Linked DNA regions of Mus musculus: region 1 is linked to region 2. The links are chromatin contacts, called in public HiChIP or PLAC-seq maps. All regions are on one chromosome and are shown on one strand. The core of a region is the stretch at or near the end of the contact, and the rest is flanking DNA. Distances in the headings are between cores, read along the strand shown.

Evidence for each region. HiChIP or PLAC-seq counts read pairs in DNA pulled down with a chosen protein or histone mark.
Region 1: a contact with region 2 is called in an H3K4me3 HiChIP or PLAC-seq map of embryonic stem cells, with 12 read pairs. The contact joins the promoter of Zfp345 here to the promoter of 3300002I08Rik in region 2. A contact is called at or near these places in 2 of 115 datasets of contacts at active chromatin or transcription factors (the 230-238 cell line and embryonic stem cells).

What each region holds. Positions count from the first base shown.
Region 1 is chr2:150,481,850-150,488,911 of GRCm38.p6, forward strand. It overlaps Zfp345 (zinc finger protein 345), which reads right to left and starts at 3,214. Exons shown (of 4, transcript NM_001034900.3): 1 at 3,131-3,214. The coding sequence starts at 3,133.
Region 2 is chr2:150,360,642-150,366,995 of GRCm38.p6, forward strand. It overlaps 3300002I08Rik (RIKEN cDNA 3300002I08 gene), which reads right to left and starts at 2,124. Exons shown (of 4, transcript NM_027017.1): 1 at 1,947-2,124. The coding sequence starts at 2,003.

The sequences.
Region 1 (7,062 bases), core at 1,964-4,463, 120 kb after region 2:
CAAGAACGTGTACAACAATTGTGAAAGAAAGTGGGGAAGCAGAGAAAAAGCCAAAAACATAAGCCTAAAATGCTATTCAAGTTTTCATCAAAATACCTAATGAAAGTACTCCAGGAAAAATTGAACTTGACCAATATTACCTGTGATTGTATGTATAAAGAAATTAAATAAACCGAGAATTCATGACTCCAATAACAACTACTCCAAGTTACCCCTAAAGTGTTATATATCTGTTCCTCCAGCAACTGCTGATGTGTCATTCAAACTCCCCATGTTCCAGAGTTCTCTCTGTAAATGAAGATGATCACAAAGATGGGCTAATGGCTCTGCAACCCCTCATGACCCCTTGGGATTTCAGGTAAAACTAGCCCCACTGAAGCCTCACAGAGAACAATGTTGAAAAATAATTTAATGTGTGCTGCCTGCCACATGGATTATATCACAAGATGTGCAATCTGTCTTGTCCACCTACCCAACACCATGCACACCTGAGAAGTTATGCATCATAGAGACGCCTTTTGTCCTCTGGAACTGAATTTCCATGAATACCATTGTAAATGGAGGCAGTGGAAAGGTAAGAGGATTCTAATCAAACACTACTGAAGGATGACCCCTATCACTTTCTTTCTACTAATTCCAAAATTATTTGTCCCAAATAACTGAATGTGGACGTTTCTGAAATTCTAGAAACCAGACCTTCATTCTTCCAATGTCTTCCTACTACGTATCAAAAGCAATTCTTGCATGTACACACTGAAAAATGACAGTATGAACACCACAGACTTCCACTACCAGTGCTCTACAGCGCCCCCCCCCCCCAATTGGAATTCAGGCTCGGGGAGGTCAGAGGCCAAGGGCCTCTGAGCATTTCACCACATGAACCAATCAATCCATAATCTGTCCCACAGTCCATTTCAGTGTCAGCATGGCATGGCTTGTGGTCTTCCTCCCAGCTTGCTACAGATGCATCGGAGGGGAATCCTGGAAAGAACCTGCAAGCTACCTTCCAATGCTGTGCCTGATTGTTAGGCCTACCCAGGGTCCCTCCTTAGTTTACAAAACTCAGATAGACTCAGGCCAGCTGCAGCCCCTCTACTGGGGGATCAGAGAGCAAATGCCTCAGCCAGCTGAAACCTTTCCAGATCTGCCTTTCCACTCTATGTGCACACAAAGCCCTGGTCTGGAGAAATTGTATTTAACAGAATGTTCCAGTCTCCCAGAGCACTTGTTTTCCTTTTTCCAGGCACAGGGTCCTTTGTTTGCATATTCCTTTACACATGCCATGTTCAGTAGAGCCATGTCTGCTTCATAGTTGGGAAGTCCTGCAGCCAAACTGCAGTCACATTAGAACAGTAGCAATAGTTAAAAGAAAAAGTGCCTATGAATTTCTTAACAAGGAGTGCTTAATGGGAGGTGAATGAAAAAAAAAAAAAGAAAGATTAAAGGATACAACCGCTGGTATGTATGGTAGAATAGAAAGTTTATTATACATAAAAGAGAGAACATAATCAAAGCCAGGAATATCTAGGAGAACAGAGTACAAAGTGAACATGACTCTAAACCATGTGGAGAAGGAGAGAAGCAAGATCCAGACAAAGAGATCAAGATGACAGATTAATAATAATGACAGTTTAATAATAAAACAAACAGGTAATCAAAAAGGTTGGATTGCATAAGGAATGGCAGCTGGGTGAAGGGCAGCCCTACCGCTGGGCTAGAGGGTGAGGTATGCCAGCCATATGACATAATAGGTAGGGACTGAGGTCTGCTGACAGCCTGTTCTGCTGTGACTTGTTAAATAAGCTCCTCAACCAATTGTCCAAGGGTTTCAGACTTATTTGCAGGGAGAAAGAAGAATGATATGATTGAATTATACTTGCAAAGATTATTTTTACAAGTTGAAACACACTTTACGGTCCAATATTCTTCAGGGACTAAGCATAAGTACTAGAGCACTCCAAGTCTTTTCTCTCACATGCTCTATTTTCAGACAGGAAAATTAACATTCCCGTTAGGCACACCACATCAGATTGTCTAGATCTTGTGTTCTTTGAACTAGTGTAAATATGGAAATTTGGTTTCTAGAAATAAGTTCAGTTCCTCGCCCACTTTTCTGAGTGCCCTGCTCTAGGAACCCACCAAGATCACCGGTTTGTACTTTTACTGATTGTCTAAAATTGATTACCTGACTACTCATTGCTATTGTCAACTACTGTCAAAGTAGAAAGGCCCTCACCTTCCTTCTTCCCCCTCCTTTTCTCTGCTGTGATTACACCAGCTTCAAAATTGATCAGAGAACTCAATGCTTACACAGGCCCCTCTCTTTTTGTAATCCCCTCACCCCAATCCAGCGATGTTGGAGGACACCAATTCACTGGTCTATATCTCTTCTCATTGACCTGAGTCCAGTCAACACCATGCCTGAGTATTGGTTGTGACCCTATAATGCCATCTTGAGCACCTTGTTAGGTGCCTGTTCTTTGCTATCAAGATGGGCCTTGTTGTTGATTGTAAAGGAAAGCTGTCTCTATTTTTATAGTTTGGAGACAAATGTCTGGACAATCCTGGTAAACAAACACACCCATACTGTTCTCTAGCAGGCCGGGTTAGCATGCTATGTACCTGGGGGGGGGGGGTGTTTTACAGGCAGTCCTCTCTCTGCTACTTTCTACTTGGTGCCACTTCCTACTTCCCAATTAAGTCTTTAGCATCATCAATTCTACTCTTCTACATCACAGCTTAATATTGAAGTGCTACTCAACATATGATAGGGCTTTTACAGCCTCCACAATATTAACTCCAAATGGATCTTACACCTCCATATTAAATGCTACAGGCAGAACTTAGAGAAAATAGAGAAACTGCGGTTCTCAGGGTTGGCATCCTGCTAAGTATTTTTTGGGCACACAAGCCCCTGCCCCAAATGCTTTGTAAAAATACAGCTCCCATAATAAGCTTCTTCAGAGGCCACCGCCAGGTACAAGGAGAGACTAGAACCACAAAGGACCTCACACATGGCCATATCTGTCTGGCTGCTGCTTACAGTCCAGCTGCTGGGAAAACCCACCACATGTGCACCCTTTACTAAACCGCTTGCTCCTCCCTTTGTGGGAGATGATCCTGCACTTACCATGTCCGGAAATTTTAAGCTTTTCAGAGCTCCCTCACAGCACCCAGCAGAGGCACTCAGGACACACCGCAGAGAAACCTTCTTTCAGGCTCAGATTCAGACAGGAACTTACAGGCTTGGTAACAGGAAGAGCGTCCTCTTCTCCTGAGTGGCAGGCCCGGCTGGAGGTTCTGATTGGCTAGTGCGTCTTGAGTGACATGAGCACCACCCTTAGGGGTCTAGTGTACTGAAGAGAAACTACCTAGTGTACCTAGTGGTTCCATCTTGGGAGCAGTCCTTTTCCAGATCAGCTGATTTGCATTTCAGTAGCACAGTGCCTGTCCTCCAATAGCCTGCGGGTCTCTCCTCCCACAGTGCACCTCAGAGGATCTACAACTCCAGATACCTGCTGCTCAACTGCCCATTTCTCCCCACTATGGGCAGCAACCCTGTGTTCACAACTTTGCAAAATTGGACTTTTTCTGAGCTCCCAGTACTCAGTAATCACTTCCCCTTCTTTCTCCTGCAATCAAGCTGGATAGCTTGCATAGCCGATTTATCCCTTCCAGTGGTGCTGAGTCCAATTCCCAGCAAGGATATGGTGGCTCACAGCCATCTGCAGTGGTGTCTGATGCCCTCTTCTGGTGAGTCTGAAGAGAGCAATGGTATACTCATATACATAAAATAAATAAATCATTTTTTTTAAAGAAATTTAAAAAATCAACCAACAGTGGAGTTATCAATCTGTCCCTCAAGTGGATGGGTATCCAGAATATTAACAACTAAAGAAGATTTTTGGAAAGAAAATTTTGTTTTGTGGTTTCAGGCTGAATTCAGGCAACCTGCACATATATTTCACCTGATGGTAATGAGACAACTCTCAGAGCAAAGCAGGAAACACATGACAAACACTGTGGAGCCCTCTTGTAAACCAGCACATACATCTTCCTCAATGGGTCTGTAAAGCAAACAAAACAACAACAACAAACCCGCGGCTCTGTTAGTGAAGGATTTTCAGATGAACAGAACTGATAGAACGAAACTTTCTATTATGTAGAAAATGGATTTATTAGAATGATTCATTATGTTCCACTAGTCCAACAATGGCTAACTACTATGGACAGTTGAAGAATCCAATAGTGACTAGATGTCTCCGCTGGTCTTCAGTATATACCTGAATTTCAAAGAGATAGGTTCTGATGCCAGAAAAATTCCTAGCAAGCAGACTAAGAAAGATCTACCATCTTCAGTCTCCTTTATATATATATGTAGGCTACCATCACAAGCTGTGGCCTTGATTAAAGGTGGATCTTATTACATCAAAAGACCCAGATTAAGAATAATTGTTCCCAAGTCTAAAAATATAATTTAGGAAAACATCCCATAGTACCCAACTCTTTGGGTTTTAGTTAATCCCAAATGTGGTCAGTTTGACTACCAAGAATATCTTGCAAAAAGCCTAAGGAAGAACAGCTGAGAAAGCTTTTTTCCTGTGGAAGGTAAGGAGAGCATGGGAGCCATTTCCAAAGCAATGATTTTCTTCAACCAAGGAAGCATTGTGATTTTACTTACAGAATCTGGATACATTCACATAAGGGTTTGCCTAATCCTAAACTTGCTAAGTTAAATCCTCTTATGAACTTGGTCTCAAGGTAAAAGCAGAGATATTGAATGGCATTCTTAGCTCAAAGTCATGCAGAATTATATGTAAATTATAAAAATGATGGACAGAAATGCTTGTGGGGTATTCATCTTGTACAAGGTCTTGGCTGAAAATCAAGTAAATGACACAGTAAAAGTAGATTGCTCAGGGGCCAGCTACCTGTTAATCATGATCTGTGATGTAACAAATAAATGTATCAATGCCACAATTTTCACATATACATAGGACAAAGCAAACAAATTCAGAAAACCTCAAGGATACTTCTCAGTATATATATCAGTGTATCTGTTGAGAATCTCTCTCTCTCTCTCCTCTGTGTGTCTGTCTGTGTGTCTGTCTGTCTCTGTCTCTCTCTCTGTGTGTGTGTGTGCGTGTGTGTGTGTGTGTGTGTGTGTGTCCACCATGGACCACCCCAGTCGGATATTGCATCCGTGGAATGAGGGTCCTTGTAGTTAGGTGGGTAAGCATTTGGCGGTGACAAACAGAAACACGGAGGCAGTTTGGATCTGAGTGTATCTTGCAGCTGCCAAGCAGGGAATTTTATACATTAAAAAGCAAACAAACAAACAAACATTACATCTTTTAGAAACTGTAAATAGTGAAACAATCACAAATACCAACAAACCCGGGCGTGGTGGCGCACACCTTTAATCCCAGCACTTGGGAGGCAGAGGCAGGTGGATTTCTGAGTTTGAGGCCAGCCTGATCTACAGAGTTCCAGGATAGCCAGGGCTAGCTATACAGAGAAACCCTCTCTCGAGAAAAAATAAAAAATACCAACAAAAAATCATTTGGCACAGTAAAGCACAATAATCATCCAAGCATTACAACTCTGAAACTATGTATTCAGTGAGTCACAAACAGAACAGGTAAAATGAATATTAATATAAATCATAAAAATATAACAATTCTAAAAGGATGTATTCAGTGGGGCAGTCATTCAAGGCTAGTAGCATATTTCCAAGAGCAGGTTAATAAATCTTTATGGTCAATACTTTTAAGCACTGAGCTAATTCTCCAGCCCCATGGTCAATTATTATTTAACATCTAATGCCTGATTTTTTATAAATCTTCAACGCATAAATTTAAACTATTTAAATTCCTTCTAATTAAGGCTTTCTTTACCATATAGTAAAACCCACCTCCAATGACACACGTGTAGCCATATGAAATTTTATTGTTGGGAAAGTTTTTATCTATCTTAATAGTTTTGTAAATGATTTCAAAATTAAAGTGTTGGTTTTCTTGGGGATAAGGTCATGTTAGAGACCCCATTTCTAGGGATGCTTTCTTACTCATTATTCTCCCTTAAGATCTTGGCCTAGGCTACCAGGAACATATAAATAAGAAAAGGAATAAGAGAAAACAAAACAGATAGATTGCCATGAGAACTACAGCTCAATATTTTTTCTCCATTGAAGAGTTTTACAACCAGTTCCAGGAGGCCTCTGCCTTTTGAGGTCAATTGCCTCAGTCTGTGGAACTTGCCACACAGATCCTATTGGAGGTGGTGTGGCATATAAAAATATATATATATATATATACATATATATATATATATATATATATATATATATATACACATATATATATATATGTATATATATCCATCTGTTGAGGCAGATGTCACTTACCTTTTACTATAGAGGTAGATATACATACACACACACACATAGAGACAGACAGAGAAACAGACATATAAAGGCACAAAACTTTCTATACTGTACAAAGTTTACATTACAGTTATTCAAATGTTGATTTCTCTTCCCCCATCTTTTGTCAATCCAGAGGAGACATTGTAATGCTTCTACCAAGAATCTGGTTTCAAGTTTTTGTAAACAGTTCTTTCCCTTTATTCTCTGTCTTGTCTTTTTTTTTTTTTTTTTTTTTTTTTTTTTGGTTTTTCGAGACAGGGTTTCTCTGTGTAGCCCTGGCTGTCCTGGAACTCACTCTGTAGACCATGCTGGCCTCGAACTCAGAAATCCGCCTGCCTCTGCCTCCCAAGTGCTGAGATTAAAGGCGTGCACCACCACGCCCAACTCTCTCTGCCTTGTCAGTAAGTGCTGGTCATCCAATAGCTGAGAAGAATCAAAGTAGAGTGGGACATCCAGTTGCAGAGGGAGGAGAGAAGGAGAGGAGATGTCCTAGGAGGACAGAGAAATTTGAGCCATGAAAGGGGGTCTGAAGAGCCAGATCAATAATAATATGCACAGGGTATGGTGGCGCATGCCTTTAGCCTTTAATCCCAGCACTCGGGAGGCAGAGGCAGGCGGATTTCTGAATTATAGGC
Region 2 (6,354 bases), core at 874-3,373:
CCTAGAATAAGATACCTTCCCCAGGAGCAATCACTCCACAAACAATTACAAGATTAATTAAGAAAAATCTCTTTAATTGCAGCATATATTCAGCTCTGGCTAATGCTTAGAGAAGAGACAGCCCAGAACAGATTTTACATTCCACATATGCTGTCTCATGTAAGTGTGTCTTAGGTTCCAGCCCTGGGCAATGTTTTAAACAATTTAAATATGGACTAGAGACTGCAAGTCCCACAGATGGGAGACTTACACAGAATAGATATAATCTGAATTATTTCTTAGATAAATCAGTGCCCTGAAACAGCAGATCATTCATCAGTGACAGGGTTCTGAGATAGAGGAGCCAGAAGATGCGAAGGTTGGAAAAGTTGAAGGAAGAAAGTATCAAAGCTGGGATGGGGATGTCTTGGACGGGCTCTGTCTTATGCCACACAGGCTTCTGGAGAATATCATCCTGTATACTTCTTACAGGGACAAAATGGAACAAAATAGGAGACTTGTGTCAAGTCAGCACAAACTACCATGAATGGGAAAAACACAGGAAGGATCTAATAGAAGAACGTTGTACAAAAGGAACACTGAACCTCTCAAAAACATTCCTGACCAAGCCCACACTGGACTCGGGACTGATAACCATAGCCGCATGTGGTGGGATCTCAGGGTCTGAAGCAAGCCATCCCCGAAGGCCCTGGAGGCCCCGAAGGCCCTGGCCCCAGACCACCACCCGCTCTCCCAAGCACCATCCTTGCTTTAGAGAAGGAGCTCTATTTTATTCTCAGCACTTCAGGGCCTTAGGGGAAGCCCCTAAGCCTAAGCCCCAGGCTGTCATTGGCTCTGGAGACTGAGAAGGGGCTGGGCCATTCTCCATTCATGAAGGCCTCATAGAAAGCCTCCCTGGACCAGGCCAGTCCTCAGCACAGCAGTGGTTTTCCTTTTCAGTTATCACCAAGTGTGGTCTTGTCCACATGGCAAAACTATGCTTTGCTTAAGAAGAAAACCAGGGGGCTGGCTAGATGGCTCAGTGGTTAAGAGCACCGACTGCTCTTCCGAAGGTCCCGAGTTCAAATCCCAGTAACCACATGGTGGCTCACAACCATCCTAAACGAAATCTGATGCCCTCTTCTGGAGTGTCTGAGGACAGCTACAGTGTACTTATATAAAAGAAAGAAAGAAAGAAAGAAAGAAAGAAAGAAAGAAAGAAAGAAAGAAAGAAAGAAAGAAGAAAACCGGATCTTTATGGCACACCAGGCCTTAATGTTGGTCGTGACCCTATTTTGCCCCTTAGAGCCACTTGCTAGAGGCCTGTTCTTTGATATCAGGATGGCCCTAGTTCATGATTGTAAACCAGATTTGTCTCCTTTGTTATGGTTTATAGACAAATGTCTGGACAATCTTGGTAATCAAACACATATACTAGCATCCTATTATCCGTGGGGTGTTTTAGAGGCAGTCCTCCCTCAGCTACATTCTACTTGGTGTCACTATAAGTTTTGGTAAATCCTTTACATCATCAATTTTACGCTTCTAAATCACAGCTCAACATTGGAGTGCTACCCAACACACGAGGTGCCTTTTACAGCTTCCACAAAATCAAAGCCAAAGGGATCTTACACTTGCAAACCTACATATTAAAGGGCTAAATGCTAAGGCCAGAACTTCCTGAAGATACAGAGAAACTAAAGCTCTCCGCGTCTGGCTTCTTGCCAAGGATGTTTCTACACAGAAGCCCTTTCCCCAAATGCTTTGTGCAGATGCAGCCACCCTAGTGAGGTTATTCAGAGGCCACCTCCGGCTCCAGGGAGAGAACAGGACCACAGGGAACCTCACAGGCCTCTGCTTTTGTCAGGCTGCTGTTTATCACGGAGCCCCGGGGAAGACCCATGACAGCAGCTCCCTCTGCTCAGCCCCCTGCTCTTTCCTTTTGTTGGACATGGCCCTGCACTTACCATGTCGGGACTTGCCTGAGCTCTCCTCACGGGACTCCGCGGCGGCACACGGAACATGCCAAGCAGAAATACTCAGGATTGCCCTGCTTCACAGAAAGGGCCATACAGAAACCCTCGGGATTTATCTGCTTCATAAAGGAACTAGCAGGAAAGCTTCCGGTAAAGCCCGCCTTCTTCTCTGATTGGCAGGACCGCCTCCATGTGCTGATTGGCTAGTGAGTCTTGAGTAACATAAGCACCACAATTAGGGTTAGAGTGCACTGAAGGGACACAGTGGATTAGTCCTGGGCACAGTCAGAAGCCAGTCCTTTTGCAGATCTGCAGAGCTTTTCATTTCAGTACATCTTGTGTCTGTTTTCCCACCTAGGTCCGGGGAGGATCCACAACTCCAGCTTCCGGTCGGCTACCTGCTTTCCCCTTTGTGGGCAGTGACCCTGTGCTACTTTGTTGCAACTTTGAAGCTGTCCTGAGCTCCAATCACAGCACTAAGTAGGCACTTCCCCTTCTTCCTCCTGTAATCTAGGTCCATAAACTGTGTAGCCCATTTCTCAACTTACCGTGGAGTTATCAACCTGTCCCACAAGTGGAAGGGTGCCCAGAGTATTAACAATTACAGAAGTATATTAAGAGACAAGAGTTTTTGTTTTGTGTCTTCTTCAGGGTTCAGGAAAACTACAAGTACTTTTTACACCTAATACTTATGAGTCAACCATCAGAACCAAGCAGGAACCATATGACAAACACTGTGAAGCACTCTAATTAACCAATAAATCTTCCTCAGTGTCTGGTAAAATAAAATAAACAAACAACAAAACCGACATCTATTTTAGTAAAATTTCTCTAGATAAAGAGAACTCGAATGGTCAAGAAGCGCCTAAGGAAATGTTGAACATTCTTAGTCATCAGGGAAATGCAAATCAAAACAACCCTGTGATTCTACCTCACACCAGTCAGAATGGCTAAGATCAAAAAGTCAGGTGACAGCAGATGCTGGCTAGGATGTGGAGAAAGAGGAACACTCCTCCATTGCTGGTGGGATTGCAAGCTGGTACAGCCACTCTGGAAATCAGTTAGGTCATTCCTCAGAAAATTGGACATAGTACTACCTGAGGACCCAACAAGATTCTCCACCATATAACAAAGACACATGCTCCACTATGTTCATATCAGCCTTATTTATAATAGCCAGAAGCTGGAAGGAATCCAGATATTCCTCGAGAGGAATGGATACAGAAAATGGGGTACATTTACACAATGGAGTACTACTCAGTTATTAAAACAATTAATTTATGAAATTCTTAGGCAAAGAGATGGATCTAGAAGATATCATCATGAGTGAGATAAGCCAATCACAAAAGAACACACATGATATGTACTCAATGATAAGTGGATATTGGCCCAGAAACTTGGAATGCCCAAAATACAATTCACAAACCACATGAAACTCAAGAAGAAGGAAGACCAAAATGTGGAGACTTTGATCCTTCTTAGAAGGGTGAACAAAACACCCATGGAAGGAGTTACAGATTCAAAGTGTGGAGTACAGACTGAAGAAATGACCATCCAGGGACTGACCCACCTGGGGATCCATCCTATATACAATCACCAAACCCAGACACTGTTGTGGATGCCAACAAGTGCTTGCTAACAGGAGCCTGATATAGCTCTCTCCTCAGAGGCTCTGCCAGTGCCTCACAAATACAGCAGTGGATGCTCACATCCATCCATTAGACTGAGCATAGGGTCCCCAATGAAGGAGCTAGAGAAAGGACCTAAGGAGCAGAAGGGGTTTGCAGCCCCAAAAGAGGAACAACAATATGAACTGACTAGTACCCCCAGAGTTCCCAGGGATTAAACCACCAACCAAAGAAAACATATGGAGGGACTGGTGGGTTTAGCTGCATATGTAGCAGAGGATGGTCTAGTCGGTCATCAATGGGAGGAGAGGCCCTTGGTCCTGTGATGGTTCTATGCCCCAGTGTAGGGGGATGCCAGGGCCAGGAAGCGGGAGTGGGTGGGTTGGTGAGCAGGGGGAGAGGGGAGGGTATATGGGGAGGGTGTTTTTTTCAAAGGGAAAACCAGGAAAGGGGATAACATTTGAAATGTAAATAAAGAAAATATCCATTAAAATGAACTAGATTATCATCATCATAGTTACTATATTATAATTAAAATTAAGTGTTTTATTTTTAAAAATAATTGATAGTCTCAATCTCTCTATCATGTTGGAAATGAATTTATTTGAATGGCTCAAGAGCTGTGTCATTCTACTATCCCAACAGTGCCTTTCTACCAATGAAAATTTAAGAATCTACTCATTGTTTAGTCCATGTGGCTGCATGCCTCAGCTGGTCTTTAGTTTATATCAGAATTGCAAAAAAATTAAGCCCTAATGCCAGTTTTTAAAAAATTAACTTGCTAGCCAGAGGTAGGGCAGGCAGACAAAGAGAAAGATCTTCAGTCTTCAATCTCCTTTGTATATGTAGGCTGCCATAACAAGCTGTGATCTAGATAAAAGGTGGATTTTATCAACTCAAAGATCCATATTATATAAGGGCACTCCCATTTCAAAAGGTACAATTAAGAAAATTACCCACAATAGCCAACTATTTGGATTTTGGCTAATTCCAGATATATTTAACTTGACTACCAAGAATAGCCAGTGCAACTATCTAGACAAAGACAGATAAGATTTTTTTTTCTTGTGGCATGCACTGAGAGCATGAGAGCCATTTCCAAAGCAACGATTTTCTTCTAAAAAAGAAAGCATTGAGTCTTTACTTAGGGAATGTGGATACGTTCACATAGAGATTTGCCTACTCCTAAACATGCTAAGTTCTTCTCATGAACTTGGTCACAAGGTAATAGCAGAGATTTTTAAAAGGATCCTTAGCACAAAGTCATGCAGAAAACATATGTAAATTATAAAAATGATGGACAGAAATGTCTGTGAGATGTCCTTCTTGTACTACAAGGTCTTAACTGAAAAGCAAGTAAATGACACTGTGAAAGTAGTTTGCTCAGGAGCCAATGCTACATGGTAATATCATTACTTGTAGTCTAAGAAACAAAGGTAAAAATACCACAAGTCTCACATATAGAAAGTAAAAAGATCACAAATACCAAGGACCGAACTTGTCTAGGTACGGGTTCCTAAGAGTATGGTATTTGAGAGCAGCAGGAAAACAAGCAACTTGAAATCCAATCATGGGTCCAAGATGGCAGCTTGTGTTTGGAGGGGTGTTCTACTCTGCTTTAGCCCTTTCTTGATATTCTAAAAACGCTCTGGTTGAAACAGCAATCTTTCTGCTCACAACAGGTCTCTCTCTGTATTTTTTATAAGAATTCTTGCATCTACTGGCCAAGTAAAAAAAGAAAACTTTTAAAAGTAATTCTTGGGTTATCAAAATCAGAAAGCAAATAAACAACAACAACAACAACAGTAGTAGTAGTAGTAATAATTCTAAAAGAGCTGTTTTTGTTCTTCAGACACCCTTATTTGGATAGCTACTAGAAACCATTTTAAAAGAGCTGTGTCATCTGTTTAAGTAATTCTTTGGGCTCCTGACCTCAGAAATCCCTTTAGAAAAAATTCTTGAAGAGCTGTGTTCGCTCTCTAGGGATCTTCAGATATCTCACTCTACTGTCACTACAAAAAATTCTAAAAATGAACTGCTATCATTTCCTGCTAGCTCATGTCATGCAGACTGAAAACCCAGGTGTATTTAAATTATGAATTTAGTTATTTATTCCAGGGTCTCTTTTGATTATTCTATGAATCAACACCTGTAACCCCAGGTCACAGGTGACTTAGAAGACAAAAAGTGCATTTTTTAACACTTCAAAAGAATTCAGAGACCTTGCATATCTCTGATAAGCACAGATGAAAAATTAGCTGGGTGGGTGTGTACTAGGAGTGAACAGCATAGTTGAATGCAGTTCAATGCTTCAAGATAGGGAAGGCCCCCTTCCACCTAGTCCTTGCTGCTGGGGCAGACCCTTAGTTGGTCTGCTCCCATGAAGACTCCATATCCTGATACATCCCAGAGGACCCTCTGCACTCAGTTGGTAAGAACACCACAGTCCCCACCTGGAGTGTCAGAGCTGCTGCTGGAAGCCTGGTGTGCTCCAGACTCTTCACCCACCAAAACCCATGCCCTCCCGAATGCCATTCCTCTTCCTTCCATCCCTCCCACCCCTTCCATCTGATCCTTGCTGCTGGGGCAGACCCCTAGTTGGTCTCTGTCTCTATGCCATGCAGTTAGTCTGGCTAAGGGCTTTTTCTATCTTGCTGATTTTCTCAAAGAACCAGCTCCTGGTTTGGTTGATTTTTTTTTTTAATAGTTCTTTTTGTTTCCACTTGGTTGACTTCAGCCATGAGTTTGCTTATTTCCTGCCATCTACTCCT